Regions from separate parts of the Mus musculus genome. Here region 2 is linked to region 1. The links are chromatin contacts, called in public promoter capture Hi-C maps. All regions are on one chromosome and are shown on one strand. Each heading gives the region's core, a stretch centred on a gene start, on an enhancer-like site or on the middle of the called end of the contact. The rest is flanking DNA. Distances are from core to core; before and after follow the strand shown.

Region 1 (2,917 bases), core at 232-2,731:
TGGCCTATGTTACATAGTGAGTTCAAGGATAGCTTCAGCTACTTAAGAATCTGTCTCAAGAAAACTAAAATCAAACCCCCCAGTCAACACATACACAAACACACCACCTTCCGTTCCCCAGGGTGGTGGCAGCGGCGGCGGTGGGGGCTGGGGAGGCTCATAGCCAACAAAAAGCTAACAGAAACTAATCATATTCTGTATCCATAAAGCTGCTTTTCATTATTCAGTTCAGTTCTGGGTCTGACAGGGGAAACTGAAAGAAGGGCTCCTGAGAATCTCCCTGACTTTGCAGCCAAGAGGATTACACAGCTGATATCCACCAGAGGGTAAATAGTAGTTAATTCTTAATTGTTAGCTCAGTCACTGCAATTGGTTCAACAGTAATTATTATCATGTGGTTTGAACTCAGTTGTGAGGGTTCTCCCTTTTCAGTTGTGCATCAAAACAGAAGCCTTATGGGACTTAAAAAGTTCAGCATAGGGCCTGAAGAGATGGCCAAACAGTTAACCTCTTCTGCTCTTTTTGCAGAAACACTTGAGTTCAGCCCACAGCCCCTATCTCACAACTGGGAGAATTCAATGCTTCTAGCCTCCATGGGTACACACACATACTACACATAATTAAACAAAATAACAAAAATAGCTGGGTGTGGTGGTACACATCTTTGATTTGAATAGTTTGAGGCGGAGGCAGGCAGATAGCTGTTCAAGACCAGTCTGGTCCACACACAGTTTCACGACAGGACAAACAACAACAACAAACTCCAACAAAAATAATAATAAAAAATCTTTAAAAAGCAGGTTATTGCTGAGTGTGGGCCTGTAACCTCAGCTATTAGGAAGGCTAAGGTAAAAAGATAACAATTTGAAGACCAGCCTTGATATGTGTCACAGCGGGGGGGGGGAGAGGGGGGGAAAACCTCGAAAAAATATAAATAGTAAAACATTTACCCCCTCCCTCTGGAGAGTTCATTTTATTTCTCTGGAAGCTTGCGTGTCTTTTTATTTTTATTTTTGTCTCGTTACTAAATGCAAAAGCAGCCACGTGGTTGAGCGCCGCTAGATGACCACGCGGAACTAGGGTGGCCACCTCTGGGATCCTCGTCCGCTCAGTCTCTGTAAGTCCTCAGTTTCCCCTCCGGGGCCTTTTACTTTATCCGCGGGGCTCCCCGCCCGCCACGTCCGCTCGGTCCGCGACACAGAGGCGTTCTTTCGGGATGAGCGTCGCTTCTGACCCGGGAAGAGCTGCGAGCGACCGCCCGGCTCAGCGCAGCCCTTTATCCGCGCCCTACGGACCGCAGCGGACCGGGCGCGCTCCCCACCGACGCCCACTCCCAGCTCCGCTGGGCTCGGCCAGGAATGTGGGAGACCAGGCGCCGCCTCGGAGTGACCGCGCGCCCGGCCAATCAGCGGGCCGCAAGCGCGAGGCCCCGCCCCCTCCGCCCCTGGGGCTGGTTCCCGCCGGGGGAGGGGCGGGGCGGTGGGACGAGGAGGACCGAGGGGAGGCGGCACCTGGGCGGCGGTGATGTCAGCCGGGCGCTGTGCTCCGGCCCCGGCTCCTGTCGCCGTGTAGGGCGCGGGGGCGGCCGCGTCGAGAGTGGCGATCTGGCAGCCGGGCGGGTCCCGGGAGGCGGAACTGCAACTTGTGGAGCTCGGCGGCCCTCCGCCTCAGGTAAGCCAGCCGCGGGCGGTTCCTTCTGCGACCCGCGCCCGCGTTCTCGGGGATCTCTAGTGAGTGGGGGGCAGCAGCTTCGGGGTGACAGGAAGGGCTCGTCTGGGTCCTCGGTTCCCTCACCCGGACTCCCCACAGCACAGAACTCCAGTCAGGGAAGTGTGCTCGGACTCCCCCAGAGACTCCAGTCAGGGAAGTGTGCTCCCAGCTCACACCCAGACTCCCCTCCACAGACTCCAGTCAGGGAAGTGTGCTCCCAGCTCACACCCGGTCTCTCCTTCACACCACAGTCTCCAGTCAGGGAGATGTGCTCCCAGTTCACACCCGGTCTACCCCCCCCAGCACCCCCCCCCCCAGACTCCAGTTAGGGAAGTGTGTTCCCAGCTCACATCCAGACTTCCCTCCACAGCCTGCAGCCAGGGAAGTGTGCTCCCAGCTCACACCCGGACTCCCCGACCCCTTACACACCCACAGTCTCCAGCCAGGGTAGTATAAGCCCATCTCATACTCGTCCCCTCACCATACCATAGACTCTGAATCACAGAACTCCAATCAGTGAAGTGTGCTGGGACCCCACGCCTCAGAATCCCCACCACACCACAGCCTCCAGTCAGAGAAGTGTGCTTCCAGCTCACTCCTGGACTCCCCACCACACCACAGACTCCAGTCAGGGAAATGTGCTGGGACCCGAACACCCCAGAATCCTAGTACCATGGAACTCTAGTCAGGGACATGCGCACAGTTTTACACAGTGGGTATCTCACCACGCCACAGACTCATTCAGGACAGTGTGAGCCCATTTCACACTTGTCCTCCCACCACACCATAGACTCTGATACCACAGAACTCCAATTACAGAAGTGTTCTGGGACCCTACACCCCAGAGTCTCCACCACACCACAGACTTCAGTTAGGGAATTTTCGTGGGACCCCACACCCCGGAACTACTCCAATAATACCATACGCTCCATTCAGGGAACTGCAATGGGACCCAGACTCCCTGTAATATACCCCAGATTCCAGTCAGGGGACTGTGGTGGAACCCCAGAATCCCTATATAATACTGCAGAGCCACGCCACACATTTGGAAAGTGTGCTCAGACCCTGAATCTCGGTTTCCTCATATTACAAGAGAATGCCCATCAGGGACATATGCTTGAGCCCAGTCTCCTACACTACTACAGAACCAGCAGGGAAGTATATGTGCAGGTGGGAATATTTAAAAGTGTCACAAATATGTGAATCA
Region 2 (2,809 bases), core at 12-2,511, 290 kb after region 1:
AGAGTATCTTCTTAAGAGGAGTGCTCACTAAATATTTTTCAAATAGGTGACTACACTAAGGTGAGGTTGTACTGGATTTAGAAACTGGATTTAGAGCGTGTTAGGACACCCCACCCGACCCTCGCCTCACTCCCTTTTGCCTTGTGAACACCAGTCTGGGAGGCCCGTTTTAGACACTGCCTCCATCGATCTCTTCTGCTGTACTGTGAGCTCTATGAGGGCATCTTGGTTTCTTAGAATCTTGCTATTGAACAGTGTTTGTGTTTTATTTTGGGGTATGTGTTGTGTGTGCACTAAGATGTGGGTGTGTGAGAATGTCAGATGTCTTCCTCTCTCACTCTCTGTCTTATTGCCCTGAGACAGGGTCTTCCACTGAGAGGCTAAGCTGGCTGGCTGGCCATCGAGCTCTCAGAATCTACCTGCCTCCACTCCCCAATGCTGGAGTTACTGGCACACACAGCTATGCCCTGCTGCGTGTGTGTGTGTGTGTGTGTGTGTGTGTGTGTGTGTGTGCTGGGTATTGGAATCCAATCCTCATGCTTTTAAAATAAGCACTCTTACCCGTTGAGTCATTTCCTCAGCTCCCCCCCCCCCTGTATTAATTGTAGCAAAGTATTTGCAACATGAAATTTCCCATTTTGGCCATTCTGAAAGTGTCCTGTCCAGTGGCATTGAAAATGATGACTCTTTGTAGCCACCATCCCTTTCTATCTTGTAAAATGGAAACTCTATGTCATTGAACAATAGCTGTCCAGCTTCTTTGTGTATAGTGCAGGCTAGCCTCTAACTCCTGGTCTGGCCTTGAACACATGCCCTTCTTCCTCCACCACCCCCATATTGGGATTATAGATTCAGGCACCACACCTTGCTTCAGTGCGCTCACTGAGCAATCTAATGGCTAAAAATGTTGAATGTTTTTCATGACAATATGCATTTCTTCATTTGAAAACTGCTCAGTTTATCCTTTCATTTATTGATGGGGTTATTGGTTCTTTGAGTGTTTAATGATTTGAGTTCTTTATATATGGTGGACATTAGTCCCTGTGCTGGTTGGTTTTTGAGAACTTGACACAAGCCTGAACATACCCAGGGGAGGAAAATCATACCAGAGAAACTGTTTAGATAAGCTTGGCCTGTGGGTACATCTGTGGGGCATTCTGTTGATTGCTAATTGATGTGGGAGGGGCCAGCCCACGGTAGGCGGAGTCATCTCTGGGCAGGTAACCTGGGTTGTATAAGAAAGGTAGCTGAGCAAGTCAGGGAAAGGAAGGCAGTAAGCAACTGTTCTCCTGCCTTGAGTTCCTGCCTCAGCTACCCTGGGATAGACTGAAACCTGTAAGTGAAAATTATCCTTTTTCTGCCTAATGTGCTTTTTGGTCAGGGTTTATCACAGTTACAGAGAAGCAAACCAGGTCAGGCCCCTAAGAGATCACAAGCAACAAAGTATTTTCTTCCGTCCTGCACACTGATTCTCTCTGTTGTGTAAAAGCCCCTTATTTTAATTTTTCATGTTTGGAGCCATTTCCGGAGCTAGAGCTGCCCTCTCAGAAAGCCTCCTCTGCTGTGTTTTGAGCTGTTGCTCCTGTGCTTTCGTCCAGTGGTTGCAGGTCTTACAGTAAGTTTCTGGTCCACTGTGGTCTGACTTTTGTGCAAAGTGAGACCTGTGAATCTGGTTTCAGTTTTCCACGTGAGGCTATCCAGATTCATCAGAAACATTTGTTCAACAGGCATTGTTTTTCTAAACACACATTTTTTTTCTGTACCTGTGGGGGAAATCATGGCTATAACTGTATATTGGTATAAAGGAAAAACAATAACTTCTAGTATGTTGATCTTGTGCCCCTTTGCTGAAGGTGTTTACCAGACCTCAGAGTCTCATGGGAGTCTTTAGAGCATTCCCATTGTAGGATGACGTCATCTACAAACAAGTATACTCCAGTTTCTTTGTTTTCTATTTGTTTCCTTTTAATTCCTGTTTCTGTCTTATTGCTTTCATTTCAGCTTAAATCACTGTAAAGAGAGTGGACATTGCCACACTGCTATTGATTTTAGAGAAAATGTTTTTGGTGTTCTTCATTCTGTAAGCTCTAGCTCTGACCCATGTGCCCTTGATTATGGTCCCTTTCTTTCTAGTATCTTCAGAGCCTTTATCACAAAAGATGTTATGTTATATAAAAGGCCTTTCTGTTCCATTGAGATGATAATTTGTGTTGACCTTGATTCTCTTTGCATGTGGTACATTTGTTGATATATATATGCTGAACTGTCTGTCCTTTTTGGGGCAAAAGCAGCCAGTGATATTTTTATTTTTATTAAAATGTTTATATTTTATTTTATTTCATGTGTTTAGGTGTTTTGCTTGCATGCATGTGCAGTGCCCACAGAGGCCATTGACCATTGACCCAGACATGGCCTCAGGTGGCAGCACAAACTACTCACATCAGGCTGTTCCTCATCACCCTCACATTTCCAGTTTCTCCTCTTATCATACTGCATAAACTGTTCTTTTTCTTCTGTCTCTCCACCACACACTTGCCATGATAGTGGTGCCTTCTCGCCTCTGGGTGTCTTCCACCCATCTTCTGCTGTATGGCAGCAGGCTTGCCTCCTGGGAAGAGAATCTTAATGAGAGATGATTGTCTCTATTGGATTGACCTGTGGGGATATCTGTGGGGGGTTGTCTCAGCAACATTAATTGATGTTGTAAGAACCATCCCATGTGTGTGTGTGTGCACGTGCGTGCATGCACACATGTGCTCAAGTGTGCATGCATGTATGCATGTGCATATGTACTCAAATGGACTGTTCT

Evidence for each region. Promoter capture Hi-C pulls out the DNA fragments that hold promoters and counts their contacts.
Region 2: a promoter capture Hi-C map of hippocampal neurons shows a contact between it and region 1, with 2.9 times the contacts expected there. The contact joins the promoter of E330012B07Rik here to the promoter of Ppfibp1 in region 1. A contact is called at or near these places in 1 of 39 promoter capture datasets (hippocampal neurons) and 1 of 484 Hi-C or Micro-C datasets (embryonic stem cells).

What each region holds. Positions count from the first base shown.
Region 1 is chr6:146,887,013-146,889,929 of GRCm38.p6, forward strand. Ppfibp1 (PTPRF interacting protein, binding protein 1 (liprin beta 1)) reads left to right here and starts at 1,482. Exons shown (of 31, transcript NM_001355728.1): 1 at 1,482-1,671.
Region 2 is chr6:147,178,980-147,181,788 of GRCm38.p6, forward strand. E330012B07Rik (RIKEN cDNA E330012B07 gene) reads left to right here and starts at 1,262. Exons shown (of 3, transcript NR_033640.1): 1 at 1,262-1,335.